Regions from separate parts of the Drosophila melanogaster genome. Here all the other regions are linked to region 2. Evidence: chromatin contacts called from public Hi-C and HiChIP or PLAC-seq data. All regions are on one chromosome and are shown on one strand. Each heading gives the region's core, a stretch centred on a gene start, on an enhancer-like site or on the middle of the called end of the contact. The rest is flanking DNA. Distances are from core to core; before and after follow the strand shown. Region 1 holds the start of amn (amnesiac). Region 2 holds the start of Rab10. Region 3 holds the start of CG12702.

Region 1 (3,236 bases), core at 102-2,601, 360 kb after region 2:
AAACAAATTTATCCGACGTAAGAAAATAATGGTCAATGGTTCAAGCGTTGGATTTGTAAGATCCGCATGGCTAGTTATGATAGTATTTTTATACTTTTGGTGATTTTTGATTGCAAAAGCAATGCTTTCTTCTGGTATCCCGCTGAATCCCAATAGTAAGATTCGAATAGATAATACTGCCGTATTTGTATCTTTGCCGTGTTTTATAGCTATATAGAGTTGACGCGTGCTAACTGCCCCTATATGGTGGTCCCAGTTCCCCAAACCCCTCGATTATCCAATGGCCGACATTCAATTGCGCAGCGCGGCGGCAGAGAACTACAGTTAATTGCATTTACAATATTGCCACAGTTAGGTCGATTCTTTATGGTTTGTATAGATTGTATGGGTTTTAGGAGAATGCGAATCTTTTGTGGGACGGAGAGGGGCGGTGCAGCAAGCATGTTCGTTTAACGATCTCCCCAGCTCATGTTTATTTATGAGTTGCCAATCGAATCAATTTCATTCGACTCGACTTGACTCGGACTTGACTTGAATCGCTTTCAACTGTTGTTGTGCAGCTGCAAAATGCAAATTTTGGACAAAATCCATGGTACGTACACATATATACATATGGATATATGAACGTCTGTATGTTGTGCACCTGTGTTCAAGTTAAACGTAGTGCCGTCCTCTCCTTTTAATTATTAAGTAATATACATAAGTGTATAGATCATATCGTCTAATATGCAGAAAAGTCCAATCGAACGGATGAAAGGAACCTATCAGCTTTAACATCCTTTCTATGTACGTATGTACATATGTATGTACACATACCTCAATTATATCCTGTACTGCATATGCACCAACAATTGTGAAGCATTGAAGCATACATAATACATACATATATTTCATATATATTACAAAGCTGTTGCTACTGATCAGAAACTCGTCTATTATAATGCCACAAACACACCCCTTTACCTGTTGCACGCGTTTTCCCAAAGACAATATACCCCTTTTCTGAGCGACTAATTGAAATAGTCCAGTACGAACCCTTATTTTGACAACAGCTGCACGAGTGGCTGCATACGATATATATATATGTATGTATGTATGTGTGTACATATATGTACATGTACTGATATGTGGTATGGATTGGGTTCCCATAGATGGCATGGCTTGGCATGGCATGCAGGTCTAGGGCAGTGCCAAAACCGACGACGAAAGCAACTATCAAATGCCGTTCAAGGCCGTTTGAAATTGCGTGGCAGGCAGAACAAGTTCCACACATCGGTGTGTGTGTGTGTGTGTGTGTGTGTATTGTTATTAACCAGCTGATGTGCGTCCGCGTGTGTGTGGAAGTCTTCGGAAGGGGTGCGCACATCCTAAGTGCGCAAAAGCCATGATTGCAAGCTTTTCGGACTCGGAAAAACAATACAATACCAACGGCAGATTTGGTCATTCAGGCAGGCAAATTGTCAAATAACTAACGGTTACTTTAGTGCTCATTAATGTTTTTATGTGCTTTAATAGATACGCTACTATTTTAGTTATTTCCCCAATGCAATACGTTAAGATACTCATCTACTAAGAGACGAATTTTTATTTACCCATTAATAATAACGGATGATTCGGAAATCGCATACGAAAACGCCTTAGTTGTATATTTACTCCTTTTTCTACCCTTACTACCGTATACGTAATAACAATAATGAGCCAGAGACGATTGGTGGCTAAGTATGTACACTGGCGAAAATACCTTTCAGCAAGCATAACCATAGCTTCCTTTTTACAGGATCCAGATAAAACGCGCAGATAAAAATGTTAGGCAGTGACATCTGTTGCAGATGAAAAGGATTAAGAACTACAGATTCAAAAGGCTGCTCCTTTTCTTTCAGTGTGAGAGAGGGAGAGAGAGAGAGAGGGTTTAGGTGGAGGCAAGTCGGCAGGGGAGCAGGAAGCATGAAATTGAGAGAAAATAAGGATAAACAAGCCGAAGGATATGGGACGGCACTGTTGCTTCGCAAGTGTGTGTGTGCACGTCCTGACCGCGTGCACACACACGCCGTGTGGCCGTGTATAAGTGTGCGAGCGAGAGGGGGCGATCGATGGTGTGAGTGACTGGCAATAGCCGCCGCGTCTTATTGACATTAAAACCGCTGCTGCTGCCGCCGCCGCCGTCGCCAGTCGACTTCACATATACCCGCTCTCTCGAGTCCCTCCCCATACCATTCCATACCATCCCATCCCTACCATTCATCCTGGCTCGTTCTTCTTCCTCTTTTATTTTTAAATAACACCCGGCGCAGATGCTAAACAAGACGCCAGAAATTAAAGTGCAAAGGTGTGTGCTGCAGCAACAACAGCAACAACAGCAACAACAACAGCGTCCTCGACAGAAGGACGATACTTTGGCGTTGTACTTAGCGTCAACCGAAGAATACGAAGACAAGGACCGCGAACAATGTGGGATCAAGGATCTAAGCAGATATATATGTATGTATGCACATATACCAAATGTTCCGAGCGTCCACATGGTGCGGATTTAATCACGCACACACATTGGCATTCATGAAAGGATATCGGATATGTATAGAGTATCAAACGGAACCGCTGCGCAAGATGGAAAACAGATTTGATCGCTAATCAAGTAAATAGATGATACATATCATTGTCAAACTTGAAATTAAATGAATCAAAAGTACTGAACATCCTGAATCAAGCAAATGACATATGGCATCCTATGTGAAAAAATAATATAAAGGATCTCTTAGTGATCTCATTCAAGATTAGCCAACTATCTCCTCGTGATATTATAAAATATTTACGACTCACTCATATCTACTGATTCATGCACTCCTTTGCTAAGAGAGTTATTTATAGGAACTGTGATCTAAGAAGGAAAACTGGTGGAAACAATATGGGCTTTTTCGGAATCTATTTTAGGTCACTTGTTAATATTGTTCCATTGCATATTTAATCCATATGAATTTGGTCTGTGGTTTCTGATTATCAATTTTCAAAGCCCTAATTGCAGTTGAAAAACCGCAGTGGAAAAACACATTTCAATTCGATTTGAAATGAAGTTCATGGAATAACCGAAACGTAGTTTAAATTTTAATTAAAATTTTAATACAGTTTGTCAAGTATTTTCGTTCCAAATCAAATTTGTTTAGGTTTACAAGCGTAATTTTTATTGTTTACCAACGTGATAGATGTACAATAAAAATATATAAACGATCTAGACCCAAGCA
Region 2 (3,560 bases), core at 489-2,988:
CACGGGCAATCTAAAAAACGTGGGCAGAGATGGGGAAGGGGAGCAAGTTATTGGCTTTGTAAACAAATTGATCAAACAGACGTGGGGCGTGTGCGATCATTGAGTAACAATCATAATAAATAACCAGAATAGTTCTAACATAAATTGTATGCCTCCGGAAATTTTCCCTTGCATTCATTACCACGGACATACTATAGCACCTAAATAGTTTCGTCTTGATTGTCAGAGAACGAATATATTCGCTGTGTTCAATTTGCAAACTTATCTTAAAAAATCAAAACAATAGGAAACTATTAAGGGGCATGGAATTCGCTTGTAAAAAACAGTTGGCTTTGAAAGCTAAACACACTAATATATGATCGATTTCCGAACTCAACTCCTATGGCAGAAGAGCTTAACGATCTAACTACGACTATATTTCCTAATCTCTGACAGTGATTGCTGTTGTGGGGGCACTCTGTGGATGAGGGATGCTCACCGCTTCGCCGCGCTCCTTGTTGACCACCCTCTTGTCCGTCATATCGCACTTGTTGCCGAGGATCATCTTCTCCACATCCTCGTTGGCGTGCTAAAACAAAAAAAAAAGAAGAAGATTTCAGACTTTAGAAAAGGCCATTACTCGCAGGGGAAACACCTACCTCGTCTATATTCCGTAACCATTTGACTATGTTCTCGAAACTCTTCTCGTTCGTTATGTCATAGACCAGCATTATGCCCATGGCGCCTCGATAGTACGAGGTGGTTATCGTGTGGAACCGCTCCTGGCCGGCGGTGTCCCATATTTGCAGCTTGATCTTCTTGCCGCGCAGCTCGACTGTTTTGATTTTGAAATCGATGCCTGAGAAAAACGGTTGAACGAGAAAGCAAATGTAGTGCGGAAAAACCAACGCAATTTGAGCCGAATGACGTCACGGCGGTGTTATCGATTACATTGGAATTGAATAAAATAAAGCAGTTCGACATTGATATCACGATGATTCATTACATTAGACGTATATGAAGCATTCATTCCAACCAAATGATCACACGTCTGTGTTACGTGTTGCGAACATGCAGTAGTTTAGTACGAAAAGTTCAAGTTCAGGGAGTTACATAGCCACATAGATGGCATATTTTGCTCACTTCTCCTCCGCTTTCCACTCCGCAGGCGATCGAAACAAGCAGTGCATAGGCCAGTCGATAAGGCAGTGCCACGCCCAGTCACACACCCACACACACGTATATATATCCTGGCTGTGCAGCTGACATGTGCGCGTGTGTGTGTGTGTGCGGTGCGGGTGGACAGATGCAAGTATGTGCGTACGGTCCCGTTACTCACCTATGGTCGATATGAACGTGGACGTGAATGCATCATCCGAGAACCGGAACAATATGCACGTCTTGCCCACTCCTGAATCACCGATCAGCAACAGTTTAAAGAGCAAATCGTAGGTTTTCTTTGCCATTTCCAAAACGCAACGGAACGCTCGCAGAACAAAGCACAAACACACGCGACACTCACACGCACGCAAACACACACACACACAAACGCACGGGCGCAGGTGACAAGAGATATTATTATTATTGAAGCGCCTGCCCTTTTTCGCTCTTTCTCTCGGTTATGGCCGCCTAAGCAATGATCCTGTATCTCGAGCTAGCTCTTTTTTCTCCGCGTGTCTTAAATGCGCCGAATTAATTAATATTTTCGCTTGAAATTGTTGCTATTAGAACTAGAGCTGGAACATGAATCGATATCTGTTCGATACCATCCATGCTCTCACCAGTGTGGCAACTTCGATGGTTTAATACAACTATCGACTGCTATGGAGTCACAGTTTTGAAATCACAGCTTAAAATCTAAAGAAAGATTTGAGTTTACTCTTGATAATACCTTAAATGCTTAAGTATTTTTGCTAGAAAGCTCATAACATGACTTTTAATTATTACGCCATTTGGCAGACCTCTGCTATCGGTACGACAGCCAATCGATAGGTAAGCACGCATTCAATTATCGGTATCGTAAAATAATAACAATTTCGCAAAATCCCAAACCGATTCGCAAAAAGGTGGATTATTCACACAAATCAGAGCGAACAACGTTTGGATTACAGTGATCCCAATCCCAGCCAATCCACCGCAGGCAATGGACATCGACTGGCAAAACGGCCTCACCGAGCTGAAGGATCGGGGCCAGTACCTGCTCCACTCGGAGAAGTGGGCCGACTGCCGCTTTCTGGTGGGTTCTTCGCCCACCCAGCGGCTCATTGCCGGCCACAAGCTGCTACTGGCCATGGCTTCGCCGGTGTTCGAGCGAATGTTCTATGGCAACCTGCCCGATAAGACGGACCCCATCGTCATTCCGGACGTGCAGCCGGAGGCGTTCGAGGCGATGCTGGAGTACATCTACACGGACCGCATCACCATTGGGTCCTTCGACAAGGCCTGCGAGCTGTGCTACGTGGCCAAGAAGTACATGCTGCCCCACGTGGTCACGCGCTGCACCCATTTCCTTTGGGCTGATCTTAGTCCGAAAAACGCGTGCCGGGCGTACGAGTTTGCCAAGCTGTTCGATGAGCCGCGCCTCATGCAAAGCAGCATGGATCTGATCGCGGCCAACACGCGCGAGGTTCTGTCCGATCCCAGCTTCCTGGACATCGAGGTCTCCACCCTGATGGCCATTCTTGACCAGAATCGCCTGAACATCGACTCCGAGCTGGATTTGTTCAACTGCCTGCTGAAGTTTGCCAGTGAGCGGGGCATCCTGAACGAGTCCGGCCAGGAAGAGACTGCTAGCGGAGGTCAGGTGCTGACCAAGGAATCGCCCGACAATGCTGCCGGCCATGTGCTGGTCGAAGAGATCAAGATGGAGCCCGATGTGGCGGCCATGGTGCAGCACATGCACCAGGACGACGAGGCTGACAGCTTCGAAACGGACGCTGGGATGGCTTCCACTTCCTCTGCGGCTGCCGCGGCTGCAGCTGCGCCCACGGCTGCCTCCCCGCCGCTGGACGTGGCTTCCGGCTCCGACGACCTGGTAATCATCGATAGCGACGCTTCGGCCGATGCCGCCGCCAACATGATTAACATCATGGACGCCCAGCGCACCATTCTCGATGGCGCCATGCTCAGGCAGGCGGTCAAAAAGATTCGCTTTCTCACCATGACGCCGCAGCAGTTCGCGGAGGGACCGGCCCGTTCCAAGCTGCTGCAGCAGCACGAGGCCCTCTCCATCCTGATTAAGATCTCCAGTCCCTCGCTCAACGATTGTCACATGCCCGAAGGCTTCTGCGTGTCGCGGAGCACGCGCAACTTCTACGAGTCGGGCCACCGACACGCCCAGAGAGAATTGTCCTCCTCGTATCGCACTGGAGCCGCTCCCTCGGGCGTCTGTTTCCCGGGACCGGGACCGGCAGTTCGCAGCGGAGGACCCTCCGGCGGCGGTATGATGATGGGCATTGCGCCCCGTTTCGGATCCGTGGGCACGGGATTCGGCTTCGCAGGCGAGGAATTGGTCATCCGCCCGCCGGAACCGGTGGGCGTCCCACCGGATGCCGCACCTGCGCCAGCACCACTGCGCTGCT
Region 3 (3,379 bases), core at 597-3,096, 490 kb after region 2:
CCAGCAGTGAACCAAATTGTCACCCGTTACGTATCTCTAAAAATACACCTGTACATACATTTATGTGTACATCCATGTAAAAGACGGGTCGCCACCCCCAACGCCTCACCACCCCCCCCCCCCCCTCACATTGAAGGAAAACCCGAAATTGTCAAGCCAAAAAAAAAAAGAAGGGAAAGAAAGCAAAGTAATGCAAAACTGACACACGACAGACGAAAAATGATTTTTTTTGAACCGAAATAAAGAATGTAAACTACAGCCTTCTCGTTTTACTGGGATTTTGTAATTATAGGCATGTCCTTGAAAAATACCAATACGTTATTCTCGAAGAAAAATCATCACAGAAAATTGGGAAAATAATGCAAATAATGCAAATAAATTTCCCATCAAAGGATATTTTTGCAAAATTTGCCAAAGCTAACAATAATTATCCTTGATCCTTTCGATTTGATCTTCTGAAAGTTGCTGCAAATTCACTTTCTCTACATACAAAAAAAACAATCAATTGATAGATGTACAGATTTTCCCATTAAGAATGTGATGATTAATTTGCACAGCAATTGCCTTGCTTTCAATTTTCCAGAGTGCAGATGCGCGCACTTGAAAAAAAGCAGCAGCAGCAGGTACACGAACGATTACAGGGGATGGAAATGTGGAAATGGAAAAGTCTGGGGCGGAATCACGCAGACCGTGTCCAACTAAAAGGCGCCGTGCATCATTTGGAATGACGCCATCGCCATCGAGGCAGCCGTGGAAATGGATGGGAATCAACAGGTAGTGGCGACGGCCCGACAACCGACAGTTTTCCGGGCTCGAAAAAAAAGGAAAAAAAAAACCAACTACGAACACCACGGCGAGCGGGAATTGATAAACGAAGAAGCTTGCAGTGGAACTGCCATCGGTGGAGGGAAAATCAGGTGGGCTGGCCAGGAGCAACGTTTATGCGCGGCCAGTTCTCGAAGTGCGCCGAGTTTAGAAATCCAACAGATTGCATTTTGCACTTAATCAGCAAATGCAATCAAAGTAAAGTTAACCTAACTGTTTGCATTTTTTTTTTTATATTTTATCTTATATATATATTTATATCTTTTTATATTTGAAGAGTTTTGTGTTTAGTAAACATATTTCGTAAAAAACATGAATTAAGTGAATTAATTCGTAAGCCATTCGTAAGTGTGAGCTAAAAAGAGTTGATATTTTGTATCTTAAAAAAACTTGTTATCATTGTTTCGATTACCAGCAGTGATTAGTTATTGCGTTTGCTTAGGTGATCGCAATTTTGCTACCCCATAAACGTGCTACACTGAAAATAATAGCTCAAGGACACCAATGAGAATGGTTTCCATTCTAAGACGCAAATGTGTCTGTCATATGGCCGTAATTTATTGTTGCACGCCAAGTTATTGAGTTCTGTGTGTGGGAAGAACAAGGAACTCAGAGGACTGCATTTCGTTGCACCTCAGCTCGCCCAAGGTAACGCCCATCTGCACTGGGAGAAAATATGATAATATAATAATTATTTCATATTATTAATAATGCCATATTAAAAACATTAACAAAACAAAAAAAAAGGAACATTTTAAATACAAACGAAAATAAAGATGTGTCTATAAAATGTTATTATATAATTGAAGATTATTAAAATGCGTATTACATTAAATATTTCTTATCAAGTAAATGTTAAGTAAGTTTATTATGCCGGTAACAACATTTTCTCTGCGTGTGCACTTAATCCAGTGGAAAATCAAGAAAGATAATAGCATTTCGGGCAAAGCCGGTTACACAGCCCGAAAATCGATTCATGTTCCTGTCCGCCGTTCAGTGTCCGTTTTCCATTGTCCAAATGACTTTTGAGTTTCAGTTTGAGTTTGAGTTTGTGTGCGGGTGTGGGTGTGTGCCAGTCTTTTGATTAAACAATCCGATTTGGTTGCATTCGCTGCAGCCGCGCTGGAAAAATCAGGGAAAATCGAGGAGTGGTTGAAGGAAAGTGGAAAGTAGAAAGTCACAAGGTAATCGAAATTGAGGCGGGTCAGGGATATGAGACGATCCACAGATGCGCATCTGGTGGTGGGTAAAAGTTGGATAGTTGGATGCAGGTCCAATCATCGCTGTTCTTGTCAATCCAACAAGCCAACAAAGGGAACTAGAGTTTAATTCACTGGCCAGGTGGCTTCAAGTCAGAAGCTTTTACATCTTACTGGACATATGAGTATGACATTTGGGTTTTAAGGGGAATACACTAGTGACCCATTGCACTTTCTTTGAGAAAATTGCCATTTGTAATTAAAAATTGTAAAAGAAAAGACGTTCAAGTTCCGAACTAAATAAATTATCGGCGAGAATTGTGATTAAACTAAACTTGGTGCTATTTCTATTGCGTTACTACATTGCAAGTTAACGGATATTTGTTAATAAGCTATCTACCTTGCAAATTGCAAATATAGTAAGTATGTTTATCAACTTGTAAAGGACTTTGTAAGCCAAGCAAATGGTTCTGATATTTTGGGTTGAGCAAACGAGCCAAAATTAAGCTGGAAGCTGGCAGCACGGAAACGGAGACCTTGTAGTCTAAATCCCCCCGGGAACCGAGAATCCGACCCCGCCCACCACACACCGCCCCACTCTGCCCACGCCCACCGTCGATTCCTTGGTCAGAGCGTGATGCTTCCGCTTTGAATAAAACGCATTTTTCAAAAGTGCCGATGTGTGTGTGCATGAATAATGTAAATATACATATATATTGTACATATACATAAATATACATAGGCACGTTTGCATGTCTGTGTGCCCACATGTGTGCTGTCACTGTGTGCGTTTTTTGGCCAGTTGGGCAAACACCACCCACAGTACGCCCACCCACTGCCACAACCACCTCCCATCCCGGCCCCTGCCCACGCGACCTTCGACTGAGCCAATATTGAAACTTTCCACTACACAACGCCTGCACACACACACACACACACACACGCACACGATTCAAATTTGGCATGTGTGGGTAAGCGGGATTTGTGCACTGAGCAAAATAATGCAAGCTTGCACTGGAATTACCACATACATTTATTCAATGCCAATATCCAATAGTTTTTTTTATTGTTAACACATGTTTGCAGCATGTAATGTCTAGGATTTTTTTTAAGTTCGATTTTGAAAAATGTTACATACAGATTTCCAATACATTTTATTAATTGCCACAATTTTTTACCCATTTTGCTGGGCCTTAGGTTGGCTTAAATTCCTGGCTTATCCTATATTCGGTCGAGCAAGCCTTAAATTCCGTTTCCCTGCCCCTTTGGACATTTAATTTCGTTTAAATATACAAACACATGGGTACAGGACGACGGACACATACGGACACACACGTGCGTTACATTTCAAATAG

What was found. A called contact is a pair of places that touch in the nucleus more often than the background predicts. HiChIP or PLAC-seq counts read pairs in DNA pulled down with a chosen protein or histone mark.
Region 1: a POLR2A S2P HiChIP or PLAC-seq map of the Kc167 cell line shows a contact between it and region 2, with 2.3 times the contacts expected there. The contact joins the promoter of amn here to the promoter of Rab10 in region 2.
Region 3: a Hi-C map of the Kc167 cell line shows a contact between it and region 2, with 2.4 times the contacts expected there. The contact joins the promoter of CG12702 here to the promoter of Rab10 in region 2. A contact is called at or near these places in 6 of 107 Hi-C or Micro-C datasets (the D17-c3 cell line, the Kc167 cell line, the OSC cell line and 1 more) and 1 of 6 datasets of contacts at active chromatin or transcription factors (the Kc167 cell line).

The regions. Positions count from the first base shown.
Region 1 is chrX:19,888,175-19,891,410 of dm6, reverse strand. amn (amnesiac) reads left to right here and starts at 1,351. Exons shown (of 1, transcript NM_078692.2): 1 at 1,351-3,236. All of the region lies in intron 4 of Hers (Histone gene-specific Epigenetic Repressor in late S phase), which reads right to left.
Region 2 is chrX:20,249,516-20,253,075 of dm6, reverse strand. Rab10 reads right to left here and starts at 1,738. Exons shown (of 4, transcript NM_078695.4): 1 at 1,319-1,738; 2 at 639-838; 3 at 479-568; 4 at 1-10. The coding sequence starts at 1,445. It overlaps CG17068, which reads left to right and starts at 1,983. Exons shown (of 1, transcript NM_134535.3): 1 at 1,983-3,560. The coding sequence starts at 2,123.
Region 3 is chrX:19,763,341-19,766,719 of dm6, reverse strand. It overlaps CG12702, which reads left to right and starts at 1,846. Exons shown (of 6, transcript NM_001298536.1): 1 at 1,846-2,009. zld (zelda) reads left to right here. Exons shown (of 3, transcript NM_001258840.3): 3 at 1-255.